Linked DNA regions of Sus scrofa: region 1 is linked to region 2. Evidence: chromatin contacts called from public HiChIP or PLAC-seq data. All regions are on one chromosome and are shown on one strand. The core of a region is the stretch at or near the end of the contact, and the rest is flanking DNA. Distances in the headings are between cores, read along the strand shown.

The links. HiChIP or PLAC-seq counts read pairs in DNA pulled down with a chosen protein or histone mark.
Region 1: an H3K27ac HiChIP or PLAC-seq map of alveolar macrophages shows a contact between it and region 2. The contact joins two enhancer-like sites. A contact is called at or near these places in 2 of 2 datasets of contacts at active chromatin or transcription factors (alveolar macrophages and skeletal muscle).

The regions. Positions count from the first base shown.
Region 1 is chr1:72,232,498-72,239,420 of Sscrofa11.1, forward strand. No RefSeq gene overlaps it. Among named protein-coding and RNA genes, the nearest start is that of PRDM1, 73 kb to the right of the region's middle. Within about 2 kb of position 2,509, at least 4 of the 83 cell types and tissues checked have an H3K27ac peak or open chromatin away from gene starts, as enhancers often do. A contact at or near this core is called in alveolar macrophages, where this site is marked.
Region 2 is chr1:72,009,511-72,016,856 of Sscrofa11.1, forward strand. It overlaps a transcript of PREP not described here. Among named protein-coding and RNA genes, the nearest start is that of PRDM1, 300 kb to the right of the region's middle. Within about 2 kb of position 2,126, at least 7 of the 83 cell types and tissues checked have an H3K27ac peak or open chromatin away from gene starts, as enhancers often do. A contact at or near this core is called in alveolar macrophages, where this site is marked.

The DNA of each region.
Region 1 (6,923 bases), core at 1,259-3,758, 220 kb after region 2:
GCGATGGAGGAAGGGTTGCCTTTCTTTGTGTGGCCGACAGGATGGACAGTGTGTGGACTGTTTGGGAAGGAGTCATTCTGGGTTGGTGGGTTCTACCCCTCCCTTTTCTGAAATCTATACTCGAAAGTACAAAATATGGGAGTGTGTGTTTGCTGATGGTCAGATCAAAGGTTCCCAGGGGGTGAACTACCTGAAAAGGGAAAGGAGAGCAGCTTTCTGCAGCCTGACCTCTACCTGCTCTCATTGTAACTGGGCTTGGGATAGGCCACTAGATAGAAAGCCGCTGGGTATGCTCTCCCCAGGAGCTTCTGAGGTGGAAGGTGTGGACCTGTGTATGGATATGGTAAATTGGAGCCCTCTAGGAGGTAGGGAAAAAAAAAGACAGTAACATACACGCTAACATAAATATTGAAGCAGGTTGTTCAGCTTTCACTGGAGCCCCTTGGCTTAGAATTCTTTTGTTCAACAATAATGAATGTAACTCTTGACTAATACTGTATAAAAGACTGGTATTTGTGGCACCCAAGGGAAGCGTAACCTGAGTAACTTCTTGACCCTTTACAAATATTTACAGGTTGAAAGAATATAGTTTGACCAAAGAGCCCAAGTGATTTTGTAGTGGTTTACCTTCTGGTTTTCCTGCAGTTCAGTAGATAACTTATCTGTTTAAAAAAAAAAAAAAAAAAAAAGGGAAGGTTTTTCTTTTTGATGGTGGTGTCAAATTATTCTATACCTCATTCTTTCCCCTTTAAGGGTTATTGTGCTATTGCTTTGTTGTTTTTAAGTTTTTGGAAACACAAGTCTGGTGAATTTTTTGGGGGGGAGGCTGCTGATAGTGGTAATAGCATGATATGCTGTTATGAATATATGAAAGCACTCTAAAATCTTTTATACATATTGGCATGGTGATTAAAAATATATCACAGTTGGTATACAACTACCTTTTCTTAGAAATAGATGCTGAGTTAAAAATACGTCCTTGTGAGCTCTTCAAAACAACTGTTAGGAATGATATCTTGGTGCAAAGGACAACAACCTCCCCCGCAAATAAATGTTTTTATGGAAACAACAAATTCCTCACTAGATTTCCTGTTCTGGTTTGTGGTTCTAATAACGTTGTACGTTTACACTAGTACTGATAACTTTAATTCTCCAGTCTCTTTGTACAGTTAAGTGCTGGCTGGAATCTTCTCAAGGCAGAAAGAATGACATATTCAAGCAGTCTTTGACAGTGTTTAAACACCCCTTATCAAAACTTAATTTCCATGAATGATTGATTTTGGCACTTGATGGAAGGCTGAAGAATGTTCAATTACCCCATTTTCATGTGCTAATGAAGCCGAAAGTGACTTAAGGGGATTTCTTTCTGCTGGGGCAGCCTGTTTGGATATGCACATGACTTCTTAGGTTTCTCTCTCAGGGTTTGTCTCTGCTAAATAGTTGTTTTATTGAGTAACTGTGGCTAATCTGTCTGCTTGGCCACAGGCCTTGGCCTTCCTCTGTAGAGTGGACTGTAATTAGTGGAGCTGTCAAACCAGGTGTTTAATTTCAAGAGAATTTATTTTGCACGAATCTTCCAGTAACTTGCAAAATCAATGAGGTCTGGATTTTCTGTTTGCTCACAGACATTCCTTGCGTATCAGGTTTTGAGTAAAATCAATACAACTGAGGAAAAAGTAACCTTCAGTTCCAAATTTGGAGTTGAAAAGCTTGACCATTACATTCAATTTTTCACACACTGCACCAGAATTTTTATTAAAATCTTTAGCCTAAGCATACATGTAAGTATACATGTAAAATTTAAGGATGTCCTGACTTCTTTTCTTGAAATGGAGCTGAAGGAGGGAGGAGAAAAGTGGCACTAAGATTCTTCCCCCTATAATATTTGTTGGTCATAGATTTAAATCTTGATGATTGTGCTACATGTTCTTTATTGTTATTATTAAAGTATAGTTGATTTACAGTGTGCCAACTTCTGCTGTAGAGTACATGTTCTTTTATAATCATCTTCAATCTAATTTTAGTCTTAAGAAGCCAGAGAACTTTAGATCTCCTTCTGGTTTGAGAGTCCCATGGGGTTTATAAATCTGTCCATTCCAGAAAAGTTATTTCTCTGGCTTCTGAAGACTTCTGAAGCCGGAAGGAAATCACAGGATGATTTCATGAGTCTAGATGAGCCCCTTCTAGTCTTTTAGGTTGGAAACAACACCAGTCCTTATCCAAAGTGCCTATGACTTCACGGTTCCACCGCCTCCTAGGAAAGATCTGACTCCCCGAAGCATGGAAAGTGCTGGATTCCTGAGAGAGCAGATCCTTGTTTAGACTGAGGAAAACATGTTGCGTGTAAACACTTAAGCCTCTCCTTATGGGTGTGTTCAAACTCAGCCAAGACTCATGGTGCCTTTTTTTTTCTCTTTCCCCCCTTTTTTCTTCTTCTCTCTGCAATGGTAGAGATGACCTGTCTACACAACAGTTGAGTCATTGATGACTGGGAAGTCTGTCTGGGTAAGAAGTAGCTTTGCTTCCTCAAAGGACCCCTGCCTAATGAGCTTGCAGTTAGGAGAATTTAGAAAGTTTCCCTTCTAGGCTGAACCTAAACTCTGCCTAAATGGAAGCTTGAGAGTCTTTGAAAATGTCCATCAACTTCAGGCATCATTTTATCATTTTATCATCTGTTTGTCCTTAGAAGACATCTTCCCTTTTCCTCCATTCCTCGACTAGTTATCCACCCCCCACCCCGCCACCCAAAACAAAAACAAAACAGAAAGAACAAAAGTGAGACCATTACCAGATAGAAGCAAAGTATTTTCGGGGTTTGGCTGGTACACGGAATGGAGAAATGCTGCCTTCTTTCCGGCTCGGCAAGGTGAAGGCCACATACTGGGCCCCTCTTTCCATCAGAAACTGCTTATCTGCTTCCTACTCTGGCACTGTGTTGTGGGGCAGGAGACTCCCCCTGGGAAGCAGGAATCCCCCTCGTGGCTTCTCTGCTGGGACAGCAGAGCAAAATCACCTCATTCCCTGGGCCAGAGGATAAGTTTAAAATGTTCTTGGAGTTCCCGTCGTGGCGCAGTGGAAACAAATCCAACTAGGAACCGTGAGGTTGCGGGTTTGATCCCTGGCCTCACTCAATGGGTTAAGGATTTGGCATTGCCGTGAGCTGTGGTGTTAGTTGCAGACACGGCTCGGCTCTTACGTTGCTGTAACTGTGGTGTAGGCCGGCAGCTGTAGCTCTGATTCAACCCCTAGCCTGGGAACTTCCATATGCTGCAGGTGCGGCCCTAAAAAGTAAAAAAAAAAAAAAAAAAAAAATCCTGACTCCCACAGTGATTGTTTATGCCACTTGCATATAATTTGGAAGGTGCCCTAGCAGATGATAACACACTGTACTCAAATTAATTATTATTATTTGCAGTTTCCCCAGTGTATTTCACGAGGGCTTAGTCACAGTTATATCTGACCTGTTTTCCTTGTAAATACTTCCTCTTGGTTTTTCTTAGTTTGTTGCATTTCCATTTCACATGTTCTCAGGAGCTGGTGAATCAAAAATTATTTAGGACAGAGGAAACTCTCAGTTTTTTTCCTATTTGAGCAGACTTTTCATAGAAAATGATCTGCTCTGTGACATCTTCCAAATTATATGGAATAAAGATGAGGGGAGTTGGCGCTTAAGTTATATTCAAAACTAATATTCTGGAGTTCCCGTCGTGGCACAGTGGTTGACGAATCCGACTAGGAACCATGAGGTTGCGGGTTCGGTCCCTGCCCTTGCTCAGTGGGTTAATGATCCAGCGTTGCCATGGGCTGTGGTGTGGGTCGCAGACGCAGCTCGGGTCCCGAGTTGCTGTGGCTCTGGCGTAGGCCGATGGCTACAGCTCCGATTCGACCCCTAGCCTGGGAACCTCCATATGCCGCGGGAGCGGCCCAAGAAATAGCAAAAAGACAAAAAAAAAAAAAAAAAAAAAAAACCAACCAAACAAAAACTAATATTCTGAAAGTTCCTGTTGTGGCTCAGTGAGTTAGGGACCCAACATTGTCCCTGTGAGAACTCATGTTCAAATCCTGGCCTCACTCAGTGGGTTAAGAATCTAGTGTTGCTGTGCCTGTGGTATAAAGGCCTCAGCTACTGCTCTATTTTGACCCCTAGCCCTGAAATTTCTTTGTGCCACAGATGTGGCCCTAAAAAAGAAAAAAAAAAGAAAAACGCTAATTTTTTTTTTCTTATTTTTTAAGGCCGCATCTACACCATATGAAAGTTCCCGGGCTACGGATCCAATTGGAACTATAGTTGCTGGTCTACACCACAACCACAGCAACACCAGATCTGAGCTGTTTCCGTGACCTACACCACAGCTCACAGCAACTCTGGATCCTTAACCCACTGAGTGAGGCCAGGGATCAACCTGCGTCCTCATGGATACTAGTAAGATTCATTACTGCTGAGTCACAAAGGAAACTCCAAAAAAACCCTGATTTTCTTGGTATTTTTATTTTTTATTTATTTTTATTTTTATTTTTGCTTTTCAGGGCCACACCCTCGGCATATGGAGGTTCCCAGGCTAGGGGTATAATTTCAGCTGTTACTGCTGGCCTACACCACAGCCGCAGAAACGCAGAAACGCAGGATCTGAGCCACGTGTGCAATCTACACCATAGCTCGCAGCAATGCCAGATCCTTAACCCACTGAGCGAGGCTAGGGATTGAACCCACAACCTCATGGTTCCTAGTCAGATTCATTTCCACTGCACCACGACGGGAACTCATTTTTTTTTTTTTTTCTTGGTACTTTTAATCTCCTAAATTTCTTGAGGCTTTTAAACAAAGGAGATAATTTAGACATTTCCCATTTTGTCTGGACTCTTTCCTACTTTTTTATTCCTTAGGATCTTCTCTTACTGTCCCTCCTCACTTGGGGGTTAGCAAAGCAGGGCCTGCCTATCTACTCCTTTTGCATCACACAGGCCAGGCTTCTTTATGTTTTCCTCAACTCAACTACTAAAGACTGCAGCTCAGAGCACTCCCAGTGCCCACCTTTCCTCCATGACAGCATCAGCTTCAGCTTCCTAATGTACTCGTTGGGGCGCCCCAAGAGGCCAGGGCCCCCCTAAGAGGCCAGGGGCCCAGCCTGTCCTGTTCCCCTCCCTGCTGTATCCCTTTCACTCACAGGCTCTTTGCTCAGTGACAAACATTATCACTTTGATGAAATCTCTTTTTATCTCCAGAGCCTCTAATGGCTTTATATTATATACAAACTAAATTTCCAGCACCTGAATCCCGCATTCTTGTCAAAGCCTTTTAGGAAATGGCCCCAAGGATTCTCACATGACTCACATTAGTGGGAGCTCTTTTTCGGGCTCACCATTCTTCCTGTCTGGGTCCAGAGCTGCCTCACCACTCTGTTTAAGTATCTCTCTGGACCTGGGCACTGGATCCCTAACCCTTTGAAAATCCCACTCTTTCTTCAGCCCCTAGTGTCCTCTTTATAACATCAGTGAACACTTACCGAACAGTTACTGAGTGTCCAGGAGTGGGGTGGGGGGCACAGGGGTTGGAGTGGGGTACTGACAAGCTAAGTCAAGCGGTTCCTGCTTTCTAGGATTTTCTTCCCTCCCCTAATTGGCAGGCAGGAAGGGACAGCCCTGCTGGGAACAACTGAATGGAGGAGGGAAAGTGGCGGGTGTTTAGTGGTACCCCTTTCTTCATCTCCCTTTCTCTGGGGCTTTACCTGATGCTTTGCTTGAAATAGATGTACTGTGACCTGTGATCCCTTTCCCCTCTCGCTTGTCCCAGCTTCTGCTCCCATTAGCGCCACCCATCTGAAATCTCCTCTCTTTCAACTCTGCTTTTCACCAAGGTCCCATCCATGGCCAGACATCACCTTTTCCTCCTGAGGGCCCCAGAGACTGGGCGTGATTTCCTGGTGACAGGGACCACATTCAGCCTTGTGTCCTCATCTTCCACCTCTAGGTCCTGCTACCTCCGTCTGAATCCCTTTTTTTGTTTGTTTGTTTGTTTGGTTGGTTGGTTGGTTGATTTTTAGGGCTGTACCTGCAGTGTAATGGAGTTTCTCAGACTAGTGGTCCAATCCAAGTTACACCTGCCAGCCTGCACCACAGCCAGATCCAAGCCACATCTGCCACCTACACCACAGGTCATGGCAACGCTGGATCCTTAACCTACTGAGCGAGGCCAGGGATTGAACCCACAACCTCATGGTTCCTAGTCGGATTCATTTCTGCTGTGCCATGATGGGAACTCCTGAATCGCTATCTTAATTATGTTTTTCGTTTTCTTTTTTTTTTGCATTTTTAGGGCTGCACCTTCGGCATATGGAGGTTCCCAGGCTAGGGGTCTAATTGGAGCTACAGCTGCCGGCCTACACCACAGCCACAGCAATGCTGGATCCTTAACCCACTGAGCGAGGCCAAGGATCGAACCCGCAACCTCATGGTTCCTAGTCGGGTTCGTTTCCACTGCACCATGCTGGGAACTCCCCTATCTTAATTATGATTATCTCCCCTAGAACAAGTGAATGTGGGGTGTCATACCTTGGTTTTGCCTCTCAGCATGACAAAAACATTTTGCTTCTCAGCCTGACGGAAGGTATTTGAAGCAAGGGCAGTGAACAAAGTCCAAATGAATCAAATATAGTGGAATGATGTATGTGACCATCAGATTTTTTAAGTTACTCCTGTGCTTCAAAGTGGCTTCATTCCAGTTGCAGTTTATATTGTAGCAGATATTAACATGGGTTTTCAGGATTATTTTCTTTTCCTTCGGGTCCAGAGATCTGGATCACACTAAGATGAAGAAAATGTTTAGAAAGGCTGTACCTTTACTTGGATGAGTAATAAGCCCTCTTTAGATAAATCACTCCCCCAGGGTTATGTTTTGATTTGCTTTTCCTATGAATGCTGCTCAT
Region 2 (7,346 bases), core at 876-3,375:
CGTCTGGAAACAATACTGATGGGGAATATTCAGGTGTTCCTGGAGGCAGAGCTTCTAAAGTCTCACATCCTTGGAGCTGGAGGGTAGCAGGGAGCTTCCCCAGAGTCTCCCTGTGGAACGAGCCACTTGTCAAGGGGTGTCTCTTGCCCCAGGCTCCCAGGCTGCCTTCCTTCCTGCAGCTCAGGGGCTGAGTTTTGAGGGGAGACACCAGCTTGGCTGTTCCCACCCTGACTTGGACTTTGGCCATTAGTTTCTTCCAGAGAAGCAGCCACATCAGAGCCTGTGCAGAGTCCCTTTGCATCTCTCTTTCTAATCCATCTTTTGTTTGTTTGTTTGTTTGTTTACATGTGAACCTACTTTTTTAGCTACAGGTATTTATTATAGTTCATACAGACTTTAATTTTATAGTTTATGACTATGTATAACCTTATCACGATAAGGGCAAATTGTACATGGGGAGAGCCACAGGCCAATCATGTTAGGCATTTCTCTTGCTACAGTCCCAGGAACACATCTTGCCCTTCTCCATCACAGCATGAGCAAACATCAGCCTCACAAAGAGCTGGGTGACTATCTAGCTGGGGTTTCTCCACCAGGGCCAGGAGTTGCTGAAGAAGACCGTGTGCCCAGATTGAGGGAGGTGAGCAGAAGCTTCTGACGTTGTTCAAAAAGGGTCGTGTCTTCTTAGAAGGTTCAGAATCGATCTTCTGGTTCCATTCCTTCCCTGGTAGCCAGAAGGGTGAAGCTCAGAGGGATGAAATGACTTGGGAAGAGGGGTGGTCCCTGAGCTAGTTAAAGACCAGGGAAAACTAGAGCTCAGATCTGGTGTCCTTGGGTCTCACCAAGCTGTTCCCACTGTGTGTTGAAGGCAGCACCTGGCACTCACCCGTGGCCTCCTCCTCAAGCCGCCTCCTGAATTCTTCCGGGGACGTCACAGTGAGGTTTCCACAGACCTCTGCAGCCCTCACTCCCTCAGCCCAGAAACCACCTTTCAAAACACGAAAGAGCGCAAGTCGCCGCTTTCACCCTACCCACATGCCTCTTCCCACACTCCTTTTCTGTCCCACATCTAGAAAGATCCAGACACTGATCTTTCTCCTGGACTCTTCCTTTTTTACTATCTTCTCCATCTCTCTTTTGCATTTTTGGCAACCAACTCTTGTGAGGTTTAGGCCAGGGCACCCGCTTCTCCCGGGCCCGTTTTGCTGGCCTGCCTGTGGGGGTTCAGCCTTCCACCTCCCTTCCCGCTTGTCCACGAGGTGGCGGGAGGGCTGTGTGCTTCCACAGGCTCCCTGCTGGTGGCCAGTGATGACCACGCGGGCTGCATCCTGTACCTTACCCGTCAGTCCCCCAACACCTGGGCAGAACAACTGAGTGGCCTGTCTGAACGTGGACCCCCCAGATTCCAACCTCACAAACACAGATCGACCCACATCGCACAACCCCTATCTCTTCCCTTCAGGGGAAGCCACAAAGCCATGAAGTTGCCTTCACGGTCTCCATTTCCATCTCCAAAGAAGATGACAGCAAACTGCTCTTTATTGGACACTCAACTCTGTGGCAGGAATGTCCCCAGGCCCTTTGCACACATCACGGCAAACTTCATAAGAAACCTCTGAGAAGTTGTTATTCTCACCATTTTGCAGATGAGGAAGCTGAGTTGTCTTAAGCCATTCATCCTCCTCTCCCACAGTTGTTAAACGCTGAAGTTGGGACTGAAACCCAGGTCTTCCAAGCTCTTCCCACCACAGTCCCCTCTCCTTTGGGCCAGGGTTATGTCATTTTAATTTCAGGCATTTCACTGAAAAACATTCTAGTAAATTAGTCCATCCCAACATTTCTATTGAGGGCTCTGTTCTCTCCCTCAGTGGCATTTGGCTGGCGCTTGGTGCTCTTCTGCTGTCCCTGTCCTTTTGCCTGCTGCCCGGGAGCCCTTCTTGCCTCCTCGAGTCCCTGTAGAGGAAGTAATTAAAAGCAACAGAGGACGAGGGACTTCCTCCTCGGCTCTTGCCCTTTCCTCGCTCGCCACTCCAGTTTTGCTTTCTCCAGGTACAGAGTCCTGCCATGTCTGTCTCTTCCCTTCCAGCCAGAACATCAGACCCTTTCTTCCGGGGCTTCAGTGAACAATTAGCTCCTGGAGGCAGCCACCTGGCTCTTGATCAGCATGCCATTTGCCTTCCTGACGGCTGGTTTCCATTCTGCTATCATCAAAGAATGTTTGCTGGGCAAATTTCTTTATAATTAAACCTCCCCCCTCCCTCCCAAGCCACCAACAACCTAGCTGGACGCTCAGTGCCCCAGCCAGTAGGAAGGACCCGCAGGGTGAGTGTCATGTTTCTGCCAGGAAAGGGCTAACACTTTATGGAAGCCACAGGGCTTGTCAGAGACAGGGCACCAACCATAATCTCAACTTGAGACAGTGGGCAGTTTCTCTTAGAGTCTAATAGTTTATCTATTACACAAGAGGGTCTCAAACTTGGCCTCAAAAGTAGAGCTGATTTTCCACTCAATTAGGATAATGGGGAGACAAAAGAATAAGGGGTAGGCTTTGATCATTTTTGTTTGTTTCTTCTACATTTTCTAAAATTTAAAGGTATCTCATCTGAACAAAATAGTTTCTAACAAAATATTATCAAAAAGATATAAATATATCCAAGTATTTGATATATTAGGTGGCTTATTTACTATTTTGCAATACACATAAAATATACACATAAAATAAATGGCAGTTCCTGCTAATAAAATTACTACTTCCCAAAATGGAATTTATTGCATCAAAATGTAATTCCATGATATTCTGCTGGGAGCCCCTGGACTGGATTTCCTTAAGGAGAGAGTGGGTTGGGGGGTAGGTGGGAATGACTGAATTTGCCTGTTCTTCACCAGAATAATTTGAATGCAAGATGAGCCTTGGGCAGTTGGGATCACAGCATCTGCCCCGGTTGCCAAGGATATTGGAGCTTCCTCTGTGTCACTAGAGTGAGATGGAGCCAAGGGTGGGAGGAAGCCTACAGGAGAAGCCAGGGATGGATAGTAGGGGCCAGAGTTGGCTGTGCAAACCACTCCCAGCTTCTCTTCTCTGCCTCCAGCTTTTTCTTTACCTTTTGCTTTTTTTTTTTTTTTTTCTCCTTTGTCTGTTGCTCTTTTTTTCTCAGGAGGCTTCTCCAGAGGATGCTGATTTTCAGCTTCCAGCCCTTGATTTGTGGGGGGAAGAGGCAGCACGTTGCTGTGGTCAGGAGAAGCTGGTGCCCTGGCCATTACAGTTTGGGACCTTCTACTTGCTTTCTAAGATCCAACACCTTTGGAATAGAGGTAGCAAGAAACAAGAGCTGCCTGACCACTTTTGGTATCTTGTAAGTCTCTCGCTTCCATGAGCTCCAAAGATATTGAACACAGTCCCAAAATAGCCACCTCATCCAGCAGTGAATGGGGAAAAGACAAAGGCACCAAAAATGCTACAGATTCAGGCTTCCATGGCTAGATGCTTCCCTGTCTGACAGAAGTATTCAACTTGATAGCAAGCCTACTCGAGAGCAAACCGTCTCTTCCTCCGGCTGTATGAAAAACGAGAAAGGTCACCCAGTGATTTCAGTAGTGAAACTTTTGCTCATGGAAGGCCAGACGTGCGATGTGGTGGGCAATGTGCAGACAAGCAGGAAGCCGCATGTCATAGAGTTACTTGTCCTTCACGAAGCTGGAGGTGGTGGCCACTTGACAGGCAGTACACTCCCTCCTCAACAAAATCAATGAGTTCTTTTTGATATTTTGAAGGCAAGTCTGTCAGGGACGCTGTCTCCCTCCACTATAGGATGTAAGTGGGCAGCTTAAGTCCATCTTCAGTGTAAGTAGAGAACAAGGTTTCAAGAGCATCCACAAGCAGACACCAGAGCAGGGCTTGGCCACTCTGTCGTGCTGAGAATGACCTCGTATGATGCTCGCCCTCTCCTTCCCACCCCCACCCTGATTTAATGGATCTGGGTGAGGGGACCAGAGTCTTGGGATTCTGGAGACCAACCTAGCCGGTTGGAATGTGCAGCCGGAGTCGAGAACCACCTCCCTGGTCAACTGGATGATTTGTTCCAAGTCTCACTCAGAAGCATGGTGGCCCCTTTATGATCAAAAAACAAAACATCCTCTTTTCACTCATTTGGTGCCAGAGACCCTGGCTCCTATACCACATTTTTTTGCACAAGCTCTCAATACAGGAAACAGTGCAGCTCCAAAGGAGGAGGAGGCCTGGGTTCTCAAGAAGCCCAAACTCAGCTACTCACTGGGCTAGTGCACAGGATAGGACCCAAATGACCTTCAGCCCAGAGACTCAAAGAGAAAGAGCCCACAGTTCCCAGGCAAGTTACTTCACATCCTTGGGCTCGGCACCTTCTTCTGGAAAACAGAGGACTGGACTCACTAGACAATCTCTGAACATTTTCTAGCTTTACAAATGTGTGAGCATCTAGTGTTTCTGTCAATACATCTAAGCATTTCAATCTATACTAACCTGTTCTTTCCACCTACAAAATAGAAACAAAACACATCCCCTCCAGGAGGTCTGACGTTCCCATTCTTAGTTTTAAAAGCCAAAGGGTTTTTAAGCTCTTTGTAGCTAAATCTTACCTTAAATGTATGAGTTGAAGCAAATCGAGTCTGGTCAAGGCTTACACTGGCAGAAGGTAACATGAGATCCAGTGCTGTTTTGACACACTTCTGAAGGACACATGTTCCGAGGAAAGGAGAAGAGGCTGGGGCATGTGGCATTTTCTGCTCAGAGCCCTGATTATCTCTGGTGATATGACTTCTTGAAAGAATCGGCTAGGCTCTTCCTGATGCAATTCTCTTGGTAAATTGCTAAAGAATATGGATTTCCAATAGCAGATGTCAAGGTCTGGGCTCCCAGGAATGCTTGATTCACATGAAAATCTGACCACACCTGCCATCTGTCACTGGGCAGGAAAGGGGCACAATGAAGTGGGACCCAAAGCCCTAGGAATTTAAAATTTGCACAAGTGAAACTGGCAGTTTGCCATCCTGTCTATGCACATGAATTTCCCTTTCTGACCAATTTCTTTTGTAGAAAGGGTAATTAGCTTTACTACTACCATTGCCTCTATTACTACCTCTAGGCAAATCATTAATAGTCAGCTCCATCACCTAACCATATTTCCAGTACTTGAACTTTTACTCCATAAAAAACTCACAAAAGATAGATAGGCAGGTACATATATATCTATTTATACATACATTTATGTGTGCATGTATATATACACATATATATAACAAATATATATTTTTAAGTATGAATACACAGCGTCATCAACATCAATATCAGCCACTCACTATATTGAGCACCTATCACAGTCTCTGTCTTCTTGCAATTTAACTACAGAGGTGCGGGGGCAGAGGGTGGGCATGGGAATGAGAATACAAATATCCATAAAACAAGATAGTCAGTAAAGCATAAACTGTCAGTTCTCAAAAAATAATGGCAAAGATGAATCAAGAAGAAATAGATAATTTGAATAGACCAATAACTATAAGTAAAATAGAATATGAAATTTTAAAAACTCTCTACAAATGAAAGTCTAGGACCAGATGGGTTCACAGGCAAATTCTACCAAACATGCAAAGAACTTATACCAATCCTTCTTAACTCTTCCAAAAGATTGAAGAAAAGGGAATAGTCCCAAAGACATTCTATGAAGCCATGATCACATTAATACCAAAAACAGACAAAGATATAATCAAAAAAGAAAATTATAGGTCAGTTATCTTTGATGAATATAGATGCAAAAATTCTCAACAAAATTTTAGCCAACCAAATCCAACCACACATGAAAAAGATCACACACCACAACCAAGCCAGATTTCTCCCAAGTTCACATGGATGGTTCAACTTATGCAAATCAATCACCATCACATACCAGTTTAACAAAAGGAAAATCAAAACCACGTGATCATCTCAATAGATGCAGAAAATCATTTGAAAATTCAACATCCATTCACAATAAAAACTCTTACCAAAGTGGGTATATAGGGAACATAACTCAACATAGTAAAAGCCATTTATAACAAACCCACAGCCAATATAATACTCAACAGAGAAAAGCCAAAATACTTCTTGCTAAAATCTGCAATAACACAAAGCTTCCCAATCTCACCACTTTCATTCAACATAGTATTGGAAGTCCTAGCCACAGCAATCACACAAAATAAATAAATAAGTTAAAAGCATTCAAATTGGAAGAGAAGAGGTAAAATTGTCACTATTTGTAGATGACAGGATACTATATATAGAAAACTCTAAAGACTCCACACAAAAACTACTCAATCTGACAAATGAATTCAGCAAAGTAGCAGGAAATAAGATTAACACTTAGAAATCAGTTACATTTTTTATGCAAACAATGAAATATCAAAAAAGAAATGTAAATAAAATATCTTTTAAAATTGCACCCAAAAAAAAAAAAAAACAAAACACCTAGGAATAAACCTGATGAAGGAGGTAAAGGACTTATATACTGACAACTTTAAAATATTAATAAAGGAAATTAAAGAGGATTCAAAGAAATGGAAAGATATCCCATGCTCTTGGACTGAATTAATATTATTAAAATGACAGTACTACCCAGAGCAATCTGTAGATTGAATATGATTCCCTATAAAATTACCCAGGATATTTTTCACAGAACTAGTACAAGCAATCCTAAAATTTATATGGAATCATAAAAGACCCAGGGAAAAAAACAAGGCAAGAGGCAGAACTCTCCCAGACTTCAGACAATATTACAAAGCTGTAGTAATCAAAACAGTGTGGCATTGGTACAAAAACAGACATGGATGGATCAATAGAGATCCCAGAAATAAACCCACACACCTATGGTCAATTAATCTTTGACAAAAGAGGCAAGAATATAAAATGGGAAAAAGTTTCTTCAGCAAGTGGTGCTGGGAAAACTGGACAGCTGCAGGTAAATCGATGAAATTAGAACACACCCTAACATTATGTATGGAAATAAACTGAAATGGCTTAAAGACTTAAACATAAGACATGGCACCATAAAACTCCTAGAAGAGAATAGACACGACATTCTGACATCAACTGTAAAAATGTTTTCGTAGGTCAGTCCCCCAAGGCAATAAAAATAAAAACAAAAAATAAGCAAGTGGGACCTAATCAAACTTGCAAGCTTTTGTATAACAAAGGAAATCATAAAATGAAAAGACAACCTATAGAATGGGAGAAACTAGTTACAAATGATGCAACCTACAAGGGCTTAATCTCCAACATATGCAAATCACTCATTCAACTCAACAACAAAAAAACCAAACAACCCAACTGAAAAATGGGC